2 separate regions of the Hordeum vulgare genome follow, and region 2 is linked to region 1. Evidence: chromatin contacts called from public Hi-C data. All regions are on one chromosome and are shown on one strand. Each heading gives the region's core, a stretch centred on a gene start, on an enhancer-like site or on the middle of the called end of the contact. The rest is flanking DNA. Distances are from core to core; before and after follow the strand shown. Region 1 overlaps LOC123395271 (formin-like protein 12). Region 2 holds the start of LOC123395793.

Region 1 (6,421 bases), core at 1,463-3,962:
AAATGAGTTCTCGCGTGCTAAACATGAATACTGAAAGTGAAAAACCTTAGTTGTTAGAATGTTTACCTCCTCACAAGCCGATGCCACGGTCAGCAAATTCTTTCTAACATCCCTAATCTAAGCAGGAAATAAATAAGTGGAGAGTGAGAAAGCCATGAACAACACAAATGACCTTAATCTCTAAAACTTAACAGTGTATGACCTGTGTCTGGAACTGAATCTTGAAAGCAAATATCCTAAACTTAGATTCAATCCTTGGCACCTTCATCAATTCTAGAAAGAACTGCATATTATAGGAAAAAGACAAATAATAAGGTAAATTGAGGTACAAATGTAAAATGCCATTTAAAACTTCAATTGAGATAAAATATGACCAGAGAAATTTCTAAGAGAAGGAAGCTATAAATTACTCCCTCTGTCCCAAAATAAGTGACGCAAATTTTATACTAAGTTAGTACAAATTTTGTACTAAAACAGCGACACTTATTTTGGGACGGAGGGAGTATGTGATAAGCAGGTAACTTAGATAAAACATGATATTTGCATGAGAGCAGTGTGTGTAAGCCAAAAGATATAGATTTACCTGTTCACACTTTCCAAGAGTTTCCTTATCTCCTGTGAAGTTCTGCCAGCCAAATTTACAAAATACATAGAAAAAAAATTGTTCATGATTACACTAGGGGCAATGGAAAAATTCAAGGAAGTGTTAGTTTGGAAACAACCTTTAGAAGCTCCATTTCCTCTTTTGTTGGGCAAAACTTTATGAGATTTTCAACCTGATCAGCGTCTAAAACTGAATCGTCCAAAGCCAGAGCAGCACTCTATTATAAGTAAAGAAATTAAAGACATATAGGTAGAGAAAGTACAATTACTATATAAAAAATCTGATATACAGTCATGTGACTTAATTATGAACAAGAAAAAAGATTTATAATAATAATTATTATTATTATTCTTGACCCAACTAACTAACAAGCCAGAATTAATTTGGTGCAAACTTCACATAAAATATAAGGAGATGTTTAAAAAACTGAAGCAGCTTAGCCATGAACTGAGTTCTCAAGTACATCAAAATAATGTGATTCTGAAAAACAAATATGCCAAGGACCTCCAAGCAATTTTTCAGGTGAAAGAACCCAGTGGCAAATTTTCCCCCTAAAACTCATTGATAATTTATTTGAGTTATTAATACCCAATCTTCGAAACACTTAAATAAAACTGATGAAAACAAGCTATGCTGGATCTTCTACACTACTTAGAAAGAAATTGAGCAATCAACAGGATTGCCCTTCGAATGACAGTATGTGACCTCTTTGCTACCAGGGTCACTTGTGGTGTTTGTCTAACTGGCTTTGCCACTAAGCTCCCTTTCTTGTACGTATGTTTGCTCTCTACTCAATGAAATTATATGAGCATGTGCTGTTTGCATGTTCTCCACAAACACAGACGACAACTAGTAGGGAGATACTTACCATCATATCGGAGAGTGGCATTTTGATTTTTGTCAACATGATCTCTGTGTTATTTGCCCGCCGTATATCCATCTGTGGATTTTTCAAGGACACCAACAAAACTTTCAGCGTTTTATTTGCACCAGAGGGACACAAGTTATGTTGTCAGAAAGAAAACACCACCCACGCTCTTTCCTTACAGTAAGTTTAGTTCATGAGAAAGGCCGTCGTAACTTGCATGTTATCAACTTTACTATGACTTCAGTCTCACATTGTAACTTAAATTAATGAGACCAACCCGGGCTAGACTAGCCTGTTGGCATTTTTTATAGAAGAAAACTCCGTGAGCACCGAGTGTTAGAGCCGAAGCTCGAACACCGGCGGGCTGGCTGCAAACTCCAGCGCCAAGCGAACTGAGCTAAGCTCGGTTCTCTCACATTGTAACTTGGGAGGAGGTAATTTTGCACTACTTTCATGCATGACCTTACATGTGATATATCATATATTAAAGAGCAAGCATCTTACAATGCTTGTTTAAACCTAGAGTAATTAACATACTATGAAATTGAATAGAGTACTGCACTCTGTCTGCGTTGTAAAGATGTGTCCCCTGAAAGGATATTACAGAGTTCTTTTAATGAAGAAAAAGTACAAAATATCATGATGCTGGCATGCTATGCACCATAAACTTTGATGCCACTAAATAATTCAGTGGCATAGCCTAGCTAGATGAGACGGAACGCTGGCGGCGCTTTTGCTTAGTATTTGAAATTGTTGAAGTTACCAGGTGAATTTTATCGGTTTTCGAACCAAGAGATTTTCCAGCCCCTTCTGTTTTCGCGCCGCCTTTTGCCTTTGGAGCAATAGTAAAAAGAGACGCCAGTTCATTCACATCAAACTCGGAATTGCTGCATAGATGGCACCATCAGTTAGTTGAACAAGAATGAACTTTATCATTTTAACATATTTTGCGAGAACTGAGCTGATAGCGACATTTGATCATCAGAGCATTCTACGAGAATTCATATCGTCTGGCAAACAAGCAGCTGAAATAACAGAGGGTACCTATTAGCATCTGCTTGCTTTTGAATTTCTGCCCATAAGCTTCCCTGCATTGCTCTTGTTACTTTGACCCAGTGCAGTGGTTTTAGAGATGACTTCCGTGCTACAGTAAGTGAGGTTGCACCCAAGGAACGAAGACCTCTTGCGCCAGGTGGAGGGGGGCCACCTCGTCCACCAGGAGGTGGAGGGGGGCCACCAGGTATTCCAGGGGGTGGAGGGGGGCCACCAGGTATTCCAGGGGGCATTGGAGGAGCAGGCGCACCTGGAGGGGGAGGGGGGCCACCTACTCCTCCATGCCCTCTAGGAGGAGGTGGTGGCGGAGCCCCGCCATATCCTCCGGGAGGAGGTGGAGGACACGGAGCTCCACCTCGAAATCCTGCGGGAGGTGGAGGGGATGGAGTACCTCCTAGCCCCCCTCCAATAGGCGGTGGTGGCGGTGGAACTCCTCCAGGTGGAGGTGCCCCTCCATATCCTCCGGGAGGAGGCGGCGGCGGCGGAGCCCCTCCATAAGCTCCAGGGGGTGGCGGAGGAGGTGCAGGTGCCACTTCGTATCCTCCGGGAAGTGGTGGCGGCGGTGGAGCTCCACTATGTGCACCAGGAGCTAGCGGGGGAGGTGGTGGAGGCACCCCTTCGTATCCTCCGGGAAGCGGCGGCGGCGGTGGAGGCACTCCACATGCTACAGCAGGTGGTGGCGGTGGTCCAAGAGGTGGTGTTGGAGGTGGAGCTCCATCTTGTAGTGGAGTTCCTTTTGGTCCTCCAATAAGAGAAGGCAGTGGAGTTCTTATATTTACTTCAGAAGAAAGTGGAGGTGGAATTATTTCCTTTCCTTCACAAAAAGGAGGTGGTGGCGGAATTGGAGCTCTAACTTGACATTCTAGTAGGGTTGGAGACGGGCTTCCTTCAATATCACAAGGAGGGAAATTCCCAGTGCTTTCTCTAGGTGGAGGTGGTGGTGGCAGCGGAATTCCAGCATCCCTTGTTAGAGGTGGAGGTGGAGCTATTACATGATCCTGGGAAATGGAAGGAGGCAAAAGTGCTTGATGGTGTCCAAAAGGAGGTGGTGGTGGTGGTGGAGGTGAGGGTATATCATGCCTTTTAGGTGAAATTGGAGGCAAAGGGCAAACTACTTCATGCTCTCTAGGCGGAGGTGGAGATGGTGGTGGTGCAGACGGGGATGATGTATCATTTATATGAAGAGCTGGTGATTGAGGTAAATGGGGAGATGACAAGGATTGTGTTGAGGGTGTAACTGAAGGTTGTGGAGATGGCAGCGGAGACAAGTGTGGTGGCAAAGGCGGGGCTGCAGGTGGTGTTGGAATGGCTCCAACAGGTGAAATCCCCCTATGCCAGCTGGGTGGATGTGGTGGGGTTGGAATGGCTCCATGTTCTTTTATATGAACTGTGGAGGGTGGGGTTTCATTGATCAGTTCATGCCGCGAGGATTCCTTGCATGCTTCCAAAGGAGGATCTAAAGGCTGTTCATGAGGTACTTCCTCTTTAAATTCCGAACTTGAAGGATCGTTTGCTCCAAGAAGTGGAGGAGAGGGGGGTTGTTTTCCTGGTGGTGTTGCTGCTTCTTTATATGAACAATCTGAAGAAGACTTTGATCTTACAAGTGCTACCGATTCACTATCATTACATGTAATTGGCAATGGTGGTTGTGGCAGTAGAGGAGGCAGAGGTGGAGGCTGTGGTGTACTATGTTGAGAAGTTTTGGGAGATAAAGAATGAGGCATCTGAAAGAAATACTTTGCATCTTCACTGGTAGTTGGAACATCCATGTCAGTTCGTATATTTCTTCTGTTTGCTACTTCTGTGTCTATAAAATCAGAGGCTCCTAAGAGAAAGTCTGTCATCAGTATACTACTTTCGGATGGTAAAGTTAGAGAGGAAAAATCTAGGTTGAGAATAGTTTGTCTGTGAGGACTAGAGGAGCAAGACCCTTTTTCTCTTCTTTGTGCATGATGAGATATTGAGGTGCTTGAATTATTTTGAGTGCAAAAAGTATGTGAAGGAGGAGGTGGGGGTGGTGCTGGAGGGTACCTGTTGGGAGCAGGCAAAACAGGAAAAGATAGACTACCCGGATGTAAATCTTTTCCATGTGTCTTTGCTGGGTAAGGTTGTCGAGGTGGTGGTGATGGTATCAAGGGAGGATGAGGGTTAACATGATGTTGATGGTTGGCATGTGATAATGGAGAATAAGAAGTTGACATCTCTATATATGCTTCCAATGAAGATGAAGGTAGAGATGAAAAAGTTTTGATTGGTCGTAGAGGGGGATTTACTAGAGATGATACTTCCGATGATCTCAGAGATGTAGAGGATGGGGGCGGTGGAGACACTGAGGTTGTAGCAACAACATCCCTTCCGCTTGTAGAAGGAACAGAATTCTGATCAAATTCTCTTTGCAATGGAGATAGAAAGGATAAATCTGTCGATGCTGAACGGAGCACATTACGCCTGGGAGAATATGGAGCAAAAATACGTTGTGTTGACAAAGGAAGAAAAGATTTTTTCTTTAGCGCCAGTCGAGACGAGTCAGCTGTAATTGTACTTGCACTGGCATGAGTTAGAGCGCCATTTGCTTCCAGGCTAAACCCTTCAGGTAGCATATTCACAGAAGAAATATTCGAAGGTTGGCCTGTCGAGTTGGATACTGAAGCTTCAGTTCCCTCTGTTTGTTCTGCAGTTCCATTGTTATTGGAAGCATCAGACTGCTTAATCTTTTGCTCACCAGAACTTAAAATCAAGGTAGCACTTGTGCTCTGCAGGTGTGGTCTCCCTAACAGTGGAGGCTCCACCCTGTTATTCTCATCTGTGGGCTCAATCACCAGTACGTTTGTGTCACTGATGCTAGGTTGATCTGTGTTACTGTCGTTTTCTTGTTTGGTGCCATTGGCAGAAGTAACACATTCTTCTCCTGGACTACCTCCCTCATCCTGTTTGAGAACAATGTCAATGTTAAGTCCTTCAGTACCATCAGCCTCTGTCAATATGATGCTTTCTGAATTGTGGACTGCATTGCCTAATTCAATCTCGCCCTCCAGCACTTGTTTTGGAGTGGTGACTTCAGATATGATTACTTCTTTGATCATCTGAATGTCCTTTGGACTATTGGTTTCCAATATAATCACCTCTTTGACCAGCACATTATCAGTATGACTCAAGTCTTGCTTGGGATCCACTGTCCTGTCCTGCCTTGAATCGCTGTTTTCAACTGTGCAGCCATCATCTTTATCTATGTACGTAGCAGAACTCGAATTGCTGCTGTCTCTGCCTCCATCTGTTGTACTTTCCAAACTTGACACTACTCTGGTTATATCTCCAAGCATAATATTGGTGTCAACAGATGTGCATGCATTTTCATCATTTAGTACTCCAAATGACATATTCATGTCATCAGTTTTACTTTCTGGTGATCCATCAATATCATCATTGCTCAGCTCAAGACTGGAAAATGGTGAGATTTTCCTGGCTTCAGCGCTTGAAGTACGATCTGAAGAAGCTATGGAACGAAAATCAGCATCCCTGTGTCCATCATGTGAGTCAGGATTACTGAAGATTTCTTCTGCTTCAAAGAACTCATCAGTAGAGCCAACTTCTATCTCATCACCACAGTCGTCGTCATCATCATCATCATCATCATTGGATGCAATTTCGGAAGACGCATCAGATTCAGCATCAAACTCTGAAAAGAGTACCTGGTTCAGGCATGCACTTACAATTAACACTAATCGATTTGATAATAAGTTGCCCCAGACATGTAAGAAAAAAGCACGGCCTACCTCTGCCTTGAAGTTCTTTGTGAACCGGTGATCAGCATCCCAAGAGACATCAATGTCCTCAAAGTTCAACTGTAAAATGTGAGACTGGATAAAGAAAGTATTGAACATCACCCTAAATATTAA
Region 2 (6,421 bases), core at 1,718-4,217, 320 kb before region 1:
CATATATAAATCATGTAGCAAAGAAACGAAAACAAACCGATAAGTAATCCATATATAATCCGATCATAAAGTGGCAATTCATCACACTTCAACAAACACACCGAGAATTACATAAGACTGATCACAATCATGTTGGACAAATCATGTGATCTTTGTATTGAAGAATGAGACATAGTAGATGCCACATAATTAGTATTATGGAACCACTATCCAAGCAAGACTGCTCAAACATGGCCATGAGAGCAACAAAGTCGATGAAGATGGCTCCAACGGCACCCCCAACGGAGTACTGTGTAAGACATCCATATTGGATAGCCTCGATTTTCGATGAAATAACGACACAAATATATGTATATTAATTTTTTTTGGCGTGTGTGTGTAGTATATAAAGCCGTCGGGGCGAAGAGGCACTAGGGGGAGCCATGTGGGCCCCACACGCCCATGTGGTGCCCCCAAACCTAGGGCGCATAGTTTTTTATGTTTGTTATGGATACACAATCGCACATGATCCCATTCACATATCAAACTGCCAGCTGCTTTAACTGTTTGGGTGTGCATGCAACTTCAACATTTTATTTATGTTTCTTCTGTTCTGCTTCCTGGGATTCGTGTCTAGTGGCTAGGGGTGTCGAGTTATATTCTCCCAGTATTTCCCTTCTTAGGACTTGTACAAGCTTTTCTTTCTACAATGCATCGAAATGCTAGTCTTCTGCATTTTCTTAAGAAAAACTTGTGTGTGTGTGTGGCCTCCGGCTCCATCTTTGGCCCATTTGCCCCCTAGGTCTCCCGGTCATCCCTCATCGCAATTTGTTTTCGGTGATCTGGTACTCGAAAAATATTTATATCCTTCACACACATTTTCTTTTGAAAAGGGGCACTTTATTACTTAAAAGATTTAAGTATTACACTCGGCCTATGCATAACTAAGATGCACATAGGCAAAAAATGTGCTCGCACATAAGCGATAAATAAAAAGGTGAAATACAAAGAATCACGTAGATTCCGTATAAATGCCTACAACGTAGGGGGGGCAATCCTAAGATCATGTTGTCACCTATGTTGGGTAAAAGTATCCTTCGTCATAGCCTCTAATCGTGTACACACCTCCATAAATAGGTCTCCATTATCCACGCGTTGTAGAGAGGACCATAAACAAAGAGTCTCGTACATCTGAAGATAACCTACATAAGAGAAGTACCTTTATCATTAAAAACCTTATCATTTATATATAACCAAAGCGACCAAATAACGACAAGCGCTCCCACCCTCATAAGAGTTCTAGACGAGTGATCAATTCCATGCAATCAGTTGCCAAATACATTATCAATCTCATGTAACCCCACAATAAACAAAGTTGACATTGTGTTCGTGTCAAAGTTCCATCGTGTTTATATCAAAGTTCAACCATGTTTGCATGAAAGTTACCAAGTGGCAACTTTATACCAGTACCATGGCAATTGTATTAATGACTACATGTCAACTTTTAATATGACTATTTTCACCATAACCTACACATATGAGATCTAGTATCCAAGCTTTGGTCAAGACAAAGGTGACAGTGGAGAAAAATCATAAACCGGATACACAATTTAACAGTTAAACACTTTAAAGTTTGTGAAGTACCATTGAAAGCACTAATGTCACCATGTACCTCCCCTGCATGCATGCATGAGTTGTGTTAACACCTCCACCGAGTGAACATTCTTTCAGCATGAGCACTTTGTCAAAACTATGTGTAAATAAACATAACAAAAGATATGGATACATTTGAGGCGTATGAACTACATATATCATTTTTTAGGAATATTCACAAAAATACCCAAACTAATACATTATATAAATGAATAGAAAAATATTTTCACCCAAAAAGATCTTTCTAAAGACTTCAGGAAGTTTAAAATAATATCAAGAACACATATTATTTATACATGACCAAAATATAAAAAAATGGTGAAACACTGATATTCTTGTTAAATTGAGGGAGGAATGTTATCTAAATAAAATGATATAATGAAAAAAGTATGAAAATTTGAAACTGTCATGAAACCACATGTTAAATACTTTTGAAATCCATCATACAATTGAAGCATGTTAGAAAAAATTGAAATCATTGTGAAATGCGTGTGGAATTTTTTTTGAAATTGATTAATATAATTGAAATTGGTTGACATATGTCTGGAATAACTAGAATGTGTGTGAACAGTTATGAATTAAAGTTGTAAAATATTACCAAACATTTGAAAATTGTGTGAAATGTGATATCTGTGAAATGTCTTTGGATTGGTTTTGAAATGATTGAAATATGACTAATTTAAAAAAAACATGGGTGAATATCTATGAATTGCATTGCAATCCTATGTGGAACACTAACGAGTCACCACAGTAAATGAATATTCAATAAAAAAATATGTACCATTTTTATGTGGCTATGAGAATCATTTTGATTTTTTGAAATCTAGGAATTGATTTGAATTTTGTTTAAAAATAATGGCTTCATTTAACCATATACCGAAAATCAAAATAGAAATAAAAAAGGGAAGACAACTAACAACTAATTGGGCACCTTAAGCGTAGTGGGTGTGCGTTAGTTCATAGTTGGATGGAGTCCCCCATATGGCGGCTCCATTCGAAACTATTTTGCGCCCATATGCCTCTCTAAGCACATACATAATCATCGTGTCCCTTGCCGTTGTATAAATAGGAGGAATGAAGCTTAAAACATTGTACATTGCTTTTTTTAGGGGGGGGGGTGCATTGCTCTTGTTCATTACACTTCAACATTTGATACAAACATCTCTCATTTGCAGCTAAAAAAAACATCTCTCATTCTTTGAAAAATAAAACAAAAGAACGGAGGCCCACACCTGTAACCTTGCCGAGACGGGCCGGACGGTACGCTTTCCGACATGCCAGGCCGCGCGGGGCCGGCTGGTTATAAAACCACAGCCGTCTCTCTCTCTCTCTGAAAGAAAAAGGCGAACCGATAGATAATTCGGGCAAAATATAAAGGGGAAAGGAGAAAGCTCCCTGCGCTCTGTTGTGCGTGTCGTCTCGGCTGAAGAAGAGAAGAGCCAAAAATGGTACTACTCGGAACCCACTCCCCGAACCCGTGAATTCCCGCCGCGTTCCTCGATTCCTTTCGCGCAGGCGCGGCCGGATTCGACGCCGCGCGGCGCCGGAGGCCCGCCCGGTCGTCGCGGCGCTCGGTTCGGTGCAGGTTTCGCCGGGATAACCTCGTCTCTGATTTTCTTTTTTCCTGGGGATTTCAGGACAGGAGGGCGGCGTCGCATGGGGATTACGACGAGCAAGGTGAGGCTGCTGGGCTTATTTTGTATTTCGCCTAGCCTGTTGCGGATAAGCTCGCTCGAGCGAATCTGTTCTGGGATTTTGGGATCTGATTCCGGTTGTGGATGTGCGCTTGCGCGCGTGCATTGGATGGCGTGCTGGTGTATGTGTGCAGACCGGCGAGTGAAAGGCGCCGAGGTGTTCGTCGGCGGGTTGCCGCGGTCGGCGACGGAGGGGACGCTCCGAGAGGTTGGTCATGTCTACAGCCATCAACACCCACCTGCGTATGAGGTGTTGCTTGTTGGTATTATGAAAATTCAGGAACGGTGTACTGCAATAAGGACGGATTAATACCTGAAATGCTTACATTCCTGATGATTTGTAGAAGCCATGTTATGGAACAGCATATGGTTAGCTGAATAACTGTGTTGGCAGTATGTATTGTTTATCCCCACCTGTTAGTTTTCTGCAGTCCAACTGGGAATGACCAGCTGGTTTGTAGGTTAATCTGAAAACCTTCTAATGCCACCTTTACTTGCCAATTTTAACTGTGGATGTTGTGTAAGACATGCCAACCAAATCAATTCTATTGGCACACCTAAACCATGTTTTGTATCTACCAGAAGCTTAACTGGTTCTGTAATTTTTGGATGTGGCTTGGTAAATCTGTCTGCAGGTGATATTGTCGTGCTCTAGTTAGTAATAACAGAAATATGTAGTACTGCAATGGTTAGAATTTTTGCTCAATTATTGGTTATTGGACCGCTGAGCTTTAAGTATATTTTCTCCATTGTAAATTAATAATAGTCACATAGTTGGTTCGTTAACTTTCGTCTATTCGTGTAAAAAAGCATGTTTTTTTTTCATTTCGACATATTTGTTGGACTGACCATTTCATCAGCAGATATTTTCTACCTGTGGTGAGATTGTTGACTTGCGCATAATGAAGGATCAGAATGGTGTTTCCAAGGTCTGATTTTATTGCAACTCTTACGACATTGCAATAAATGTTTCGATTCTTCAGACGTAATCTATTGAGAACCTTTTATCAGGAAATTTATCAACATTATTTTTCCCGAACTTCCTCAGGGATTTGGATTTGTGCGATTTGCAGAAAGGGAGTGTGCTTATATTGCTAAAAGGCAAAAGAATGGGGTTGAGGCAAGAACACCAAACTTCTTTTTCATTGCTGTAGAAATTTCAGTATCACACATTGTATGTACATATGTTTCAAAACTTTCTAATCCCCCATTTCCTCAAATCTCAAGTAGAATCTAGGAAGTAATCAACTGATGTCTTTACTATAAGAGTACTGTTTCAATGATATACTATAAGAATACGAGCTAGACATGATTGCAAATAAATTAGTGACACCAACCAACATGCTTTTTATTGTGGCTTAAATGGCTAAGTTTAGAGGTTAGTGAGGTAAATTTCTTCAATTACATGACCAGAAAAGAAATTTCAAGTTAGTTATTATACACTCCACCTATCAGTATCATAAATTTGCATGCATTACTAGTTCTTAACAGACTGTACTTATCTAATAAGCTGTTTATATCCTTATCAGTATCATAAAAATGTTGTCACAAGTTCACCTTTTTTCCCCCTTTGTAGTTTTGTGTTAGGTTTAGAGAGAAAGACGCAAGCTTTCTTATTCAGTATCATGGAATTAAACATCCTTATTACATCACATATATTAATCTTCACATGAATAATATATTTGTTGTTTGTTCTCTACCAGCTTCAAGGAAAGCGACTAGCTGTTGATCTTTCATTGGATCAAGACACACTCTTCTTTGGAAATCTTTGCAAAGGTAAGCTTCACTCAGAAAGAACCTTTGTAATCAGAATGCAGAAAATTTCCGAAAGCATTTGATCCATCAGATCAGTGCTTGATCTTCTACTTAATAGGTTTGAGACCTAAATGAAGGAATGAAAACAGCTGCAAGATCAGCTTACTTCTTTCTCTTAGTCAGCTCTATCTCATACTGCCTAAGAGCTGTTCACAATTGCCCAATCATGGCGAAGTTCTACTGTTCTTTTTTTACTATAAGACCTTTTTTTTTGTGTGCATCAGCTGATCACCCCACTCCCCTCTCCTTCTTTTTAAAGAGTGGCATTCTGTGTCCAATATCTTGATCGAAGTATGGATGTCAAAATAAATAGAATAACAATCAATACGGAAACAAAAATCACATGACTATGCAGTTGATGAAATTGATTAACACCGAGGTCAGTTTCTCTACTATAAAAAGAGATGCAGTGTACTAGGAGACCAAGCTACAAAAATCACATGACTATGCAGCCCTCCCCCGAACTCCAGTGGTGGCACACGCAAACAGTGGCCGGTGTGCCAAGGCTCCCACGGTGGCAGTGCCGCTACGGGTGGTCGACGGATCTGGGGCTTTGAAGGTGGTCTGACAGATGCACAAGATTTTGGATGCATGCTCGTGGGACAAGATCCGGGTGAGAACCTTGTCTACGACCGGTGGCCGGAGCCGGTGATGGTGATGCCCATGGCGGTTTCCTTCTTGGACGCATCACCGAGGTGAAGTTCCCGCCTCCTTCCGCTACCTTCGGGGGAAATCCTTGATCAATCGATCAGATGATGGCGGCACTCAGGTGTCGTTCCCCCCTTGGGGGCGTCATTCTTGGAGGTGTGCATTGGTTCGAGGGACCAGTGGACGGTTTAGCGATGGAGCGGCGTTTCATGTCACACATCGACCACGTGGAGTATCGGCGGCATGGCGCAACAGGGTCTCGGCGACGGATCTGTGATGATGGCGCGCGTAGGGAGGTGGTGTTGTCTGGCGCCGTGGTGGCGTCAACATCAGGCCTGACAAGGTCGATGTGTCAGTACCTGCTCTGAAGATGGATTGGTGGATGACGGCGGTGGCTTCTGAGAGTGCGCCAGACTGGTGCGTGCCCCATACCCGCTTGGTTGGGGCCTTCGGTTTTAGATGTTAGGATATGGTGCGAGGTCTGTTTGGTATCCGGCTCGGACTTTCGGCACCCCTTCATCAACTGGATAGGAGTAGTGACAGATGTTGCCAAGATGGTGGCTTCAGACTTACTGATGTATTACTTTGTAAGATCTTTTTGAATATTTAATAAAATGGCTGCATGCATCACA

The links. A called contact is a pair of places that touch in the nucleus more often than the background predicts.
Region 2: a contact with region 1 is called in a Hi-C map of leaf, with 6 times the contacts expected there. The contact joins the promoter of LOC123395793 here to the enhancer-like site in region 1. A contact is called at or near these places in 4 of 6 Hi-C or Micro-C datasets (leaf, seedling and an unstated tissue).

The regions. Positions count from the first base shown.
Region 1 is chr5H:81,493,207-81,499,627 of MorexV3_pseudomolecules_assembly, reverse strand. LOC123395271 (formin-like protein 12) reads right to left here. Exons shown (of 18, transcript XM_045090237.1): 3 at 6,299-6,421; 4 at 2,517-6,214; 5 at 2,236-2,359; 6 at 1,473-1,544; 7 at 723-821; 8 at 584-625; 9 at 203-283; 10 at 67-117. Among protein-coding and RNA genes, the nearest start is that of LOC123395271, 5.4 kb to the right of the region's middle. Within about 2 kb of position 2,712, at least 1 of the 3 cell types and tissues checked has open chromatin away from gene starts, as enhancers often do. A contact at or near this core is called in leaf, where this site is marked.
Region 2 is chr5H:81,812,366-81,818,786 of MorexV3_pseudomolecules_assembly, reverse strand. It overlaps LOC123395793, which reads left to right and starts at 2,967. Exons shown (of 18, transcript XM_045090826.1): 1 at 2,967-3,080; 2 at 3,270-3,309; 3 at 3,461-3,534; 4 at 4,190-4,255; 5 at 4,375-4,446; 6 at 5,030-5,102. The coding sequence starts at 3,078.